Regions from separate parts of the Arachis hypogaea genome. Here region 1 is linked to region 2. Evidence: chromatin contacts called from public Hi-C data. All regions are on one chromosome and are shown on one strand. Each heading gives the region's core, a stretch centred on a gene start, on an enhancer-like site or on the middle of the called end of the contact. The rest is flanking DNA. Distances are from core to core; before and after follow the strand shown. Region 1 has its middle 9.4 kb from the start of LOC112769680. Region 2 holds the start of LOC112789617 (RING-box protein 1a).

Evidence for each region. A called contact is a pair of places that touch in the nucleus more often than the background predicts.
Region 1: a Hi-C map of an unstated tissue shows a contact between it and region 2, with 2.8 times the contacts expected there. The contact joins the enhancer-like site here to the promoter of LOC112789617 in region 2. A contact is called at or near these places in 2 of 8 Hi-C or Micro-C datasets (leaf and an unstated tissue).

Annotation. Positions count from the first base shown.
Region 1 is chr3:14,170,550-14,176,896 of arahy.Tifrunner.gnm2.J5K5, reverse strand. No RefSeq gene overlaps it. Among protein-coding and RNA genes, the nearest start is that of LOC112769680, 9.4 kb to the left of the region's middle. Within about 2 kb of position 4,161, at least 3 of the 3 cell types and tissues checked have open chromatin away from gene starts, as enhancers often do.
Region 2 is chr3:14,134,902-14,141,447 of arahy.Tifrunner.gnm2.J5K5, reverse strand. LOC112789617 (RING-box protein 1a) reads right to left here and starts at 4,275. Exons shown (of 5, transcript XM_025831581.2): 1 at 3,996-4,275; 2 at 3,848-3,898; 3 at 3,711-3,770; 4 at 2,330-2,401; 5 at 1,938-2,225. The coding sequence starts at 4,128. The coding sequence ends at 2,188.

The DNA.
Region 1 (6,347 bases), core at 2,912-5,411, 36 kb before region 2:
CGTGGATGACGCGTGCACGTGGCCATGAATCATCCAAAATGCTCATTTCTTCATGAATTCTCTGCTTTGCATGCTTTTCTCTTCACTTCTTCCATCCAATCCTTACCTTATAAACCTGAAATCACTCAGGAAACATATTAAGGCATCAAATGCAATTAAAGTGGATTAAATTGATCAAATTAAGGGTTTAAAAAGCATGTTTTCACTCTTAAGCACAAATTAAAAAAAATCACAAAACCATGCTATTTCATTGAATAAACGTGAAATAAGTTGATAAAATTCCCTAAATTCAACATAAGATAAACCATAAAATTAGGATTTATCAGCAAGATCATCACAAAAGATATTGTGTTTGAAGAAATAGTATTTCCCTTCAAAGAAGAGAGTTATGGCTACACATCCATAGTAACTACTCCGATAGTTCCAACATAGCAACATTCAATGCCTTCAATTCCATTAATACATCCCCTACCTCCAATCCTTACACCAACTATACAACTCAATCCACCTACACCTACACTACTACCCGAATTAGCAACAACCATTGTAGACCAACCACAAACCCATAAAAATCCAACACTATATCCATCCAGAATCAATCCTACTCCAATCACTACTTCTCTTCCTCCAATTTCTCAACCTACAACCAACACACACCCAATGTGAACAAGGTTAAAGGCTGGGAACAACAAATCCAAAACCTTCACTTGCATCACAAAACCTCTTGAACCAAAATCACCAAAGAAAGTACTGACCATTTTTCATTGGAAACAAACCATAGTTAAAAAATATGCAACGTTGATGAGAAATAGCATTGTTGAGTTTTTTCTAAACTATCAAGCAATTGGACCTAAGTGAGTATTTATGGTGAAATATTACCAGGATGGCTCCATTAACAAGTACAAACCAAGGCTCGTTGCTCTTGGCTGTCACCAAAAGCCTAGTTTCGACTTCAAAAAACATTCAGTTTCGTGATTCATCTAATGATAATTAGAATTTTGTTGATTTTTGCCCTGTCAAAGGGCTGGCCAATCAAACAAATTGATGTTAATAATGCGTTTTTTAATGGGGAGTTGCAGGAAGAAGTTTACATGAAGCAGCTGTTTGGATATGAAGCTGAAAATGATAAAATGGTGTGCGAACTAATTCGATCCTTGTATGGGCTGAAGCAGGCGCCCAGAAGATGGTTCACTAAGCTCACTAGCTCTCTTGTTAGCCTTGGTTTTGCAGCTACCAAATCAGATGCTTCTCTTTTTCACAGAACCGAAGGTAACTCCACAATTTTCTTACTTGTGTATGTGGATGACATTATCATAACGGGTAGCTTAACTGTTGTCATTTCAGACTTGGTTAAGAGCTTAAATGCTTGCTTTTCACTCAAAGATTTGGGAGATCTTCATTATTTCTTAGGGATTGAAGTGAGGCCAATCTTTGATGGTCTCTTACTCACACAATCTAAGTATATTCTTGATGTGATAAAGAAAGTTGGTTTATAAGATTGCAGGCCATTACCAACACCTATACCATCAACTTTTAGATTAACCTCCACTAATGGTGAACCTTGTGAGGATCGTAGTCTCTATAGATCCATCATTGGCAGTCTACAATATATCATATTTACTCGGTTTGAATTGGATTTTGCAATTAACAAAGTGTGTCAATTTATACAAGCGCCAACTGAATTCATTGGAAAGTTTTCAAGCATATTCTACGGGTATCTACAAGGTATCAACACCTTGGAACTGCATCTCCAAAAGGCCTCAGATTTTAGCATTTTAGGGTATACCGATTCAGACTGGCGTTTGATGTGGAAGACAAAAAATTCACGGCAGATTTCTGTATCTATATGGGTCCGAATCTCATTTCTTGGTCATCAAAGAAGCAAACTTCAGTTTTTCGTTCTAGTACCGAAGTTGAATACAGAGGAGTTTGTAATCTTGTTACTAAACTATTGGCAATCAAAAAGCTTACGCTTGAAATCAACATAAGCATACCAGTACCAGTGATTCAGTGTGACAATCAGAGAGCAATACTCCTGGCAGCCAATTTGGTTAAGCACTCTCATTTAAAATACTTTAAAATGGATGTTTATTTTCTTAGAGACTATATTGCCAAGGGGACTCTTCGAGTTCCAGGTGACTTACAAGTTGCAAACATTATGACTAAAGCTGTGTATTCGAATAAGTTCTTGGAATTTAGAGACACTCAAGATGCAAAGTTTTAGCAGCCTGAATTTGAGGGGGATGAAAGAGAATTAGTTAAAAACTAATTATTGTTAATAAGGACAGATGTCAGTTGTAACTAATAGTAGTTAGTGTTGTGACTAGTACCGCAGGTAAACCAGATCTAACTATATATACACGCTCATGTAATTTATTCTTGTGTAATGAAATCATTCTCCCACTCTCTGAATTCTAATCTCAATTCTCTCTAGTTTCAAGCTATCAAGTGTGAAGTCCGTTACCTTTCAGTTATAAAACTCATTCCATCACCTTTTTATGTTTTTTAAATACAGATATTGATCCGAGTTCTAATCTCTTGACTCTTTAGTAGATATCAGTTGTTCGGTAAACCACTTCTAAGAGGCATAAAATTATATTATATTTTTTAATCTCTTATTAACTTTACTTATCCTTTATATATCACAAGTAGGTCTACTATATTTATTTAGTAATATATATATATATATATATATATATATATATATATATATATATATATATATATATATATATATATTTCGTATCAATGATATATAATAAAATTAGCTTGAACTACATATTTTAAAAAGAGGTATCAGACTTGCCAAAGAACTATTTTTTATAAGTTGATCATTGTCTAAATCGAACTAAGATATTATCCCCCTTAAAACATAAAGTGTAATGTTACTTTATCAGTTTTTTCGTTTTAGAATATTATTTTTTTCATATCTTTACATTACCAATGTTATATCAAAAAGAATATTTTTGACAAATTATTATTGATATCAATAAAATAAGACATTATGTCGAAGCATAACTATATTTATTAGTGAAAATAAACTTTTCAACAAATCAGTGTTGACAAATAAAAGGAAATGTAAAGTTATTATTTGAACTTCCGTGATCAAGTTCAAGTGTATAAAATGTAGGGTAGTGCTAGGGAGTCAATAGCCTAAGCGTATAATGTGTACAATAGGCTAAATCTTTGTTCATGAATAAAATGAACATCACCCATACTATCCAGAATAACCATCCGAATACTAGGGATAATAAACATCCCAAAAATTTAAGTTGATTTTGGAGTTCACCAAGAATCGAACCCTTAACCTTTCGGATTTAGAACTCTAATACCATGTCATGATGTCATGAACCCACTCATCTCAAAAGCTTAACCTGACAGGACAATGTAACACTAGTGGTCATATCTCTAATACTTCCTAAACCTCCATTGTACACATTGTACGTTGAGGCCATTGACCCCTATACTTTTTCAAAAATGTATTGCTTTGTCGGTTAATCTTTAAGTGTGAAAAAGAACCAGTTTTAAAAGCTATTATTATAGTTATTGAATCTGAAATAAGTTTCAACTGCAAAAACAACTCTTCAACAAGAACTAACAGATAAATTATGACAACGGATGATTAATGATAGATAGGTGGTAGTTACAAGAACTAACAGATAAATTATGACAACGGATGATTAATGATAGATAGGTGGTAGTTACACGTAAGTTATATGTGGTTATAGATATTGTATCTTTTATTTGGACATAATTGTAATGTTTAATTTTTAGAATTCTCTATAAATAAAAAATTTTAATATAAAAAAAATTGAAATTACTTAGCAAAATATTCTAAATATCACACTCAAATGTTCTTTCCACTTCATATTTTATATTCCTTTATATTTTCTTTCTTTTTATTTTGTCTGTAATTTTTAACTTTAGGATTTTGTGAAATATATCATCTATCTATTTCAATTTCTTCCAAATTATACTTCTCTTTCTCTTAATTTTTTTTGATGTATTCTTTGCCTCGTCTACTCACGAATATTTAAAAAATCGATCATTGTTATGGACCAATTAGAAAAAAAAATAGTACAACAACGGGTCTCATCACAATGTAACACAAGTAAGCCTCAAAACCATAATGTAGACAATAGGAGTCAATAGCTTTTTCTATGATGTCATCCTAACCAGGCTTTGGTTAAAGGACAAGTCATTTTTTGGGCTTTCAATTTTGTGGACTGAGGGACAAGTCTGTCGTTTTTGTTTAATTGAAACTCCAATTGTGACATACATTTTTGGTGGTTTTCTTTTAGAAAATGCATTTTTTGTGGTTTAGATTTACATAATCCATATATTTTGGGCTGAATATCCATCTAGAAACCCATTTCTCAATATAACAACCTTCCATAAAAAACTAAAGGCCCAAACTACAAAACAACATATAGTCGAAATTAACCGAAACAAAAATAAAATCCACAATTACCAAAAAAAAAAAAAACTCCCACAAGAGATAAAGGTTCATCACATCTACAGAGAAGTAAATAATAGTGCTTATTGGCTCGCAACGCAAAGTTTGAGTAAACTTCCAGACTTTTTGTTTTTAAATCTTCCTCCAATTGAATTAAGTACAAAATTAATGTCTGGTGCTAATGGAAAAAGCACTTCAAGAGATGTAAAAGTGATGTAATTTTGTTTTTTGTTTTTAGACTTAGACCCCTACTCTAATATACCCAAAAAAAACTCCCACAGACTCAAAGTTCTACGTCCAAACAATTGCGTTTGGAAGCTTAATTATTCCGTCACAAAAAATAAAAATAAAAATAAAAATTTGTAGTGTAACTAATTTTAGAGTGGAAAAAAATGATAATAGATAAAAATAGGTCAAAACTATAGATTTGATGTACAAAGAAAACACGATTTAGATATACAACTATTATTTTTCTTTCACTAAATTAAAATATGCAATAATACACTGAGTTACATTCTGATATAAAAGTGCGATTTGAAGTATTTAAAATTGGGAAAGTCTCTGGTATAGATATGTCAAAACATCCATACACCATACTTTTGAATTATACGTGTGTGAATCTAATAAGAGATGCGTACCCGCTATTTGAAAACCTGCAAAATCAGTTCTTTAAAAAAGTGCCTTTGCATCAATGTATGGTGGAGTTACAAGATTTCTAATCAAGTTTAATTTATCTAATCTATATTCTGTAATCATCATCAATAGAGTTTATATAATTTATTATTGTTATTATTAGGCATCACCAACATGGGAGATGGCAAACAAGAATTGGAAAGGTCGCCGGAAACAAAGATCTTTACTTAGAAATATTTAGTAAAAATACAAATAATAGAGAAAAATGAAAGTTGAATTATAAAAAATAATGTAAATATAAGAAAAATTGTTGCATGCAGATACTCAAGTTCAAAGGTTCAAATCATAATTATTTTTGTATATAATTATGCAAGATAATTTTGGAGATGTAAATAAAGATTGAGATGTTTTTTTTTTATTTACGGTATTCCTCAACCCGATAGGCCAAGGACTAATCCGTCGCGGATCAGAGCTCTATTTAAGGGTCTGCCTCTGGTCAATGGGTTGCTACATGCACAAGGCAAGATTTGAACCTCCGACACTTGCTTAAGCGAACGAGTGAGTTGACCACTCGACCAACCCAAGTTGGTTGAAGATTAAGATGTTTATCATGATGGTTTATTGACAAAGATGGAGTTTTGGAAATTGAAGACATATGGTTGATTAATGATGTCATTTACTAAAAGATACCTTCATAGGATATAATATTTTGGTTTTTGTAGTTTATTAGTAGTAAACTCTAAATAGTCTCATGCATATTTTAATGAGTAGGCTTAATTTAGTGTGAGATGTATGAATACTCAAAATTATGATCATTCCAATACTTAAGGTTCATTATATAAATATATTTTGTTTAAGAATAATTTTTATTATTTAAAAATTATTGTATGGTATTATTATGTATTTATTTTTATTTTATAATAATTAACTAATTTTAATTAAAATTTTATTATTAATTATTTTGTCTCTTTTATACATTTTTTCTATTATACACAAATTTAATTTATTAATTAAAATAATTACACATGTATGAACAAAAAAATTTATTGTTTTTTGTATTTTTATTATAAAAATAACATTTATTTTTGCCAAAAAGGCAACCCTTCTATTAATTGCATATTTTGATATTAGACAACACTTGTATAGGTTGCATATTCTAAAGAAAAGGCGATGCTTTAAAAGGTTGCATATTCAAAACTAATAGGCAACACTTTAAACTATTACAAATTCAAACTTATAAGCAACACATAAAAGGGTT
Region 2 (6,546 bases), core at 3,026-5,525:
CATTTCAGTTTACATGCTTATTTAGAGCCGGTTTGGGGAGTAGGAATTTTCTGACTTTTGAATTATGAAAAGTGACGGTATGCATATTTGACATTATTTTTAAAAGAACTTTTAATTTTACGAAAAGTTAATTCATAACTTTTTGAAAAAGTAGAAATATATGATTTCTTTTTTTTGATAAGTCATTCTATCATTTTCATAAAAAAAGACATCAAACAAAAAAATCTACTTTCATTCTTGATTTTGTAAAAAAAATACTGGCTCTCTATCATCATTTTCACCCAAGCTTCCATCTACTAGAAACATTGGCCTTTGATTATCATTTTCACGTAATGATTTATCTGCTCAAAATATTGACCTTTCACCACTATTTTAAAACAATGTTTCATCTGAATCACCTATTGCATATATTTCTTCCTTTTTTTATTATTTTATCACTCTATTTTTATTATTAAATTTGTATTTAACATTGTGTGTGATATAAAATCTCAGTTTTAATTTTATTTTTTTTTCCATGTGATTTTATTTTCATATATCTGCTGTTATTTTTATAATTAGTTATAGCAAGTTCTTCACCCCAATAAAAGAGGAGGGGATTCTAATAAAAGTAAAAAAAAAGTAATAAAATATGCATTGACACACATTTCACATTTATTTTTTATTTTTATCTACCATATCATACACAATAAAACAGCAAACACTAATTACACAATAATTTTTTTGGCATTGCCATCAAGATTATTGTGAATTAAAATTTTATTACTATTTACCAACACAAGAATACCGTTACGAGTGAAGATGAAGTAGAAGAACCAGTTTTTACCTAAAAAATGAAATTAATAAGAGAGCAAATAAAGAATTAATTGTCTAAACAATTGTAATATTAGTTATTAGGTTATAGAAAATCAACATTTAATATTAAAAAGTATTTGTTATCATTGTTGTTTTAATATCTATTTTTTATGAAAAAATTATATTTTTTGAGTTATTTATCCAAACGCTACAACTTTAAAATAAGTACTTCTATAACTAAAAATTCAAACACAAAATAACTTATTTATAAGTTGTTTCCTTATACTTTAAGTTCTTTTTTCAAAAGAACTTATTTAAGTTATTTACCCAAACTGTTCTTAACTCTCTTATAGCTTAAAAACTATACATAAGCAAGATAAGCCCTTATATTAATAAAAATTACACTGGTCTTCTCTTAAGTTTTAGTAAAATTGATCTCAACTTCTTTAAAAACCCACTATTACACCTCTTATAAAATATCAATATCATACTTATTTTAAAGAAAAAGAAAATTGACTATTGAATATAATATCATCAATTTTCAAGAGAAATTTGCATATAATTTTACAAATCAATAGAGATTATATGTAACATCACCCAACTTACAAAGCAGATAAATGAAATTCATCTTTCCTTTTCCTTTTTATTAGTTAAAAAAATGTGTGAAGTAATGTTAGTTATGATAAAAATGTCTCTCGGTATGTGGTAACATGACGTAGCATTTTCAAAGATCTTGTAAAAGCACTTATCAGAATCAGGATCACGCAGAAAAATTGGAGAACAATCATCAACACAATCGAACTGAAGAAGGTGCATTCAACGGTTGAGAAAAAGATCATAAGAAACTATCTATGCATAGAGCATATGGTACTAAGTGACCGTGCAAACATGCTAGAATGAGAATAAAAATTGATGCATAAGCAGGGAGACTAAAATGCAAGCCAACAGAAAATAACAAACAAGGAAATTTGAGTAAGTGAATTGCATAAATATTAACATTATTGGGAAATTCTTTGGTGAAGAGTAAAATTTGATAAAGTACTAAGATTTTCAATAAAATTTTAGAGAACGTGTATTGCACATGATTTATTATTATTATTATTATTATTATTATTATTATTATTATTATTATTATTATTTGCAACTTTTTCTATTATAAAAGAAGCAATCTTCCCTCTTCATTGAAAGGTATAATGCACTATAGCATTACTCACATCAATCAGCTTTACATGCTTATCCGTCCAAGTAGACCAAATTCCATTAGACAAATGGCTTTCTTGAGATAATATATCAAGTGAACAAGCAAAATAAAATAGCAGACAGGAGATGTAAATATTCAAAAACTAAGGATAGATGGTCCATATATGTCCATGGAACTCAAGCATGACAAGGCTTCTAGTGACCATATTTCTGAAATTCCCACTCACTGTTATCTGTACCAGAACAGAAAGATAAGGTCAGCATTCAGCAAGAGGTGCAGTTTTTGAGTTCCATAGCAGCACAAACATATAGGGTAAAAATAGTTAGGCCCACATACCTAGAGGACATACTTGACGAGTCTTGAGCCATCGACTAATGCAATGGAAGTGAAAAGCATGGTTACAAACCCCTGTATAAAGTGAGAGTTAAAGCCAGAGCAAGCAACATTACGAGTAACTCTTCATATGCTAAGCAGAACAATAACCGACTAGACAGACAAACGTGATACAGAATGGCCCATCAATAATTCTATAAAACCCTGATTGTTCGACCCAAAAGATGGGAGAAAAAACTCTAAGGCATAATATTTTTGCGGAGGTATATCCAATCAAATTGCATAGCCAAAAAGTACATCCACAGTTAGCAAACTGCGAGATTATACCTCAGAAGAGAAATACTTTAAAAGCAAAAATCTGTTAAAAAATAACTGGTGCATCTGCACAATAATAATCATAACTTGTAGAAGGTAAAGAAACCAATGGACAAGCATAGAAAGGCAATCAAAACAGTCAATTCTCAATTTCTCATAGTCTAAGGCTCCAAGCCATAGCTCCACGGATCAAGGACATGCAACTAACCTCAAAATGCATTTGAAATAGAAAATTTGATATTTTGGTTCAAACTTTAAAGATGAATGATGACTTTCTTTTTATTTTTCGGGAAAAAGATGAATGATAAATTATCAACCATTCAAAGCCGTTATCTCATACCAGTAGAATGATAGAGGATATGGTATGCATTGCATACCTTGATAAAAAAACAACATACAACTATGATTCCTCAGTAACAATTGTTACTATTGCCATCGGTTGGAAGGTCAGAAAAATGCAATGTACTTTCCATAAAACATGCCAATATGTTTATTGTTCAACTTTAGAGATGTCACTGATAATATCAGTTCCTAACTTCCTATAAAGAGATACAAGTTTATTTCTTTTAAATGAAATCTTTGAATGTATATGCACTCAATATCGATGCACCAAAGGATGAATTACTTCAGTCAAATAAATAAAATAGAGGAAGAACAAGTATTTTGAAGACTAACTCAGTAAAGCTTACATCCCAGCCTAAGTGGCCATCACAATCCACACCTTTGGACTTAAACGAAAACACCAGAATTAAATTTGAGGAATATTCATGACACATCACTGTATCAAAAATCAAAAGCTGTTTCTTTTTCCTTGGCATTTCAATTCCGAAAACTACTTCAGTTAATTCGATTTGAGGAATATTCATGACACATCACTGTATCAGCTTAGGTATAAACTTACAAAACTAACCAAACTAACTGAACACTAGCTTATTTGTATGATAAGATTCACTCAATCTAATCTAACATAAACCCTAAGATGAGCGGAGAAAACATTATTTCACACTGAATCAGCAATTAATGTTTAAAACAGGAAGAACAAGATGAGAGTATGGTACGGAAACATTACCCCAAGCCACAGTGCATTCCTCGCTAGTGGCACTAGCTTGATTAGCTTGGCACTCGATACCTAAAACCACCAAACAAAAATATTTTAAAAGTGAAAGATCATAAATCGAAGTAGTTGAAGTGAAAGAAGAAACTTACAGAGATCCATGATGTGGTTCCTGCAGATGGCACAGTTATCCACAACAATATCTGCAACCAATAACAGATGCGCTTGATATTGATAATTTCAAAGTGCGAGATAAACGTACAAAAAAAAAGGAAAAGTTAGGGTTTAAGGAAAACGAACCCCAAGCCCATAGAGCAACGGCGTTCCACTTCTTGATCTCGAAGCGCTTGGGCTTCTTGGTGGAAGGGCCGGCGGCGCTGCTGGAGGGCTCGCCGGCGGGGACCATAGGAACATCGGAATCAAGTGTCGCCATTAATCTCTTTCTTTCTCTGAATTCTGGACTGTGCTGTTACCGGGATGAGTTTTTATTTGAGTTGTTTCTCGAACTTTTTTGCAACAGAATCTACGGTCGAAGGCTCCCTGTAATCGTATGTTTATGTTTTTTAAATGTTTGTTTGGTAGCTATTAAATTCATAAAAAAAGATTTTATTTAATGTATTTGATAGATTTTAACAATAAAAAATAAAAATATTTAAAAATATATATTTTTTAAAAGTTATAATTTATATTTTTTTTAAAAAGGTTTTTCTTAATTTATATAATAAATAAATAAATATTTTTATTTTATTTTATCAAAATATAATTAATAAATAAATAATTTTTTTATATAAAATATTTAAACATAAAATTATTTTTATTTTTTATAAATTTTTTTTAAAAATGATCATAACATCCAAACAAATCTTAAATATTTAGAGTTTAATTTTAACGAAACATAAAGAATTTTTTAAAATTATTTAATTAGATGGATGTATTTCAATAATTTTTTATATAATAAATTTAAAACCTAATTATTATTATGTTCTTTTTAGTAGTTATGTATAAAAAAATAGGATAAATAAGTTATTTTTATAATTAAATTTAATTAATTCATTTATATGATTTTTAATTGTGTCAATAACTTATTAAATTGATTTAATTAAATTTAGTTATTAAAATTATTTGGTTATGTTGCAACTCTGTAAAGTTAATTATAATATTTGAGAGTACATAAAATTAAATGTTTTTTTTGGTGACCCATTTAATCTATTTACGAATTCGCATGTCTTTCTTTTCTGGAGCCTTTTTTTTTTTTGGTAGGCTAATTTTTAGACCTTTGGTTTTCGTGACATGTTTCTTGACCTATATTGTGTTGTGTAATTTGTATGAGTATGTGTATGGTGATTAAATGGGTTGGGCTCACATGGTCCGTGGGTCTGATATTAGGGAATACCAGTTACTTTAACAACAATATCAAGTCCAACAAAAAAAAAACAATATCCAAAATTTAAAGAAAGGTACCAAAAAAAAGAGGAGGCATAATTTTTTTTTGAAAGAAAGAATAAGTTTAATACACAAAGTGGAGCATATAATTGTCAAAAAAAAAAAAAACCAGAGCAACTCTTATGTCATCTCCGATATATAGGAGTGGCAATGGGACGGGTAGGAACGGGTTTTTGCCCTATCCGACCCTGTCCCGCCCTACAATAACTCCCATTGAATCCACCTCGCCTCTACCTGCAGTAGTAAAATGTTAAACACTGTTTCGTCCCTGCTGGTACCCATCTCCTACTCGCTCCTATAATTATTAAAATCTAACAAATAAAATTAAATTTTAAAATTTATATAACCATCATTATAAACATAACATAAATTAAAATAAAAATTTAAATATAATACAATATGATTAATCATTTTACTAATTTTTTTATATATATTATATATACCGAGGCAGGTAGGGGCGGGTTTAACCTAAACCCGTCCCGCCCAAGAACCCGCCCCAAGCGGGTAGGGACAGGGTGGGTACCCGCGGGTTTGGGTAGTATTGCCATCCCTACTAACATAGCCATCAACAATATGAGTTAGCTATCACACCATTCTTTAGAACAACAAAACAACCTAACAACATAATCTACCACATCCATTGCCTTGTTTTGAAAGATGACTTCATTTCTACGTATCTAGATATTCCATATAATTGAAAAGAAGCCAACTAACTATTTTTTGCGAAAGTCTTTTTTTAAAGGCAATGTCCTCCAATTTTTAAAATGTTCTTCTATTGTACCTGGGATGCTCCAAGCACGTTCCACATCAGTAATCCATGTGCACCACACCAGCCAAGCATACTCACAAGTAACAAACAAATATTGCACAGATTCAACTTCCTTATTATACATCACAAAAATATTATCACTCTGTTCAATGATACCCAATCTACTCAATCGATCCTTTGTATTAACCCAGCCTACTAGCACAAACTTAGTAAACAACTCAACTCGAAGGAGAACTAGTCATTTCTAGATTCCACTTGTTTTGTGTCTAATATTATGATCCGTTGAGGTCTCTTCCTGTAATACTTACACAAATGAGTTAGTAGTATAAATATTTTTTTTGTCAAATTTTTATACCACTCTATCTTGTACTCTTACTATCAATCTCACAACTTGCAAGATATCAAGCAATTGATTCAAATTTTTTGTCTCCCATTGGCGGAGTTCCTTCCTTCATTGGAAGTTTCAAACTCACTCTATCCCATTCCAAAATTCACAGTCTCCAGTTACAGATCTTTTATTATTTGAAATCAAGAAGAGTTTCGAAAAGGAGTCTTTCAACTTTTCTTCTCGTAACCATGTATCCTCCTAAAATCTGGTTAATCTACCATCCTCTACTTCCATAGCAAGTCCGTCAATTA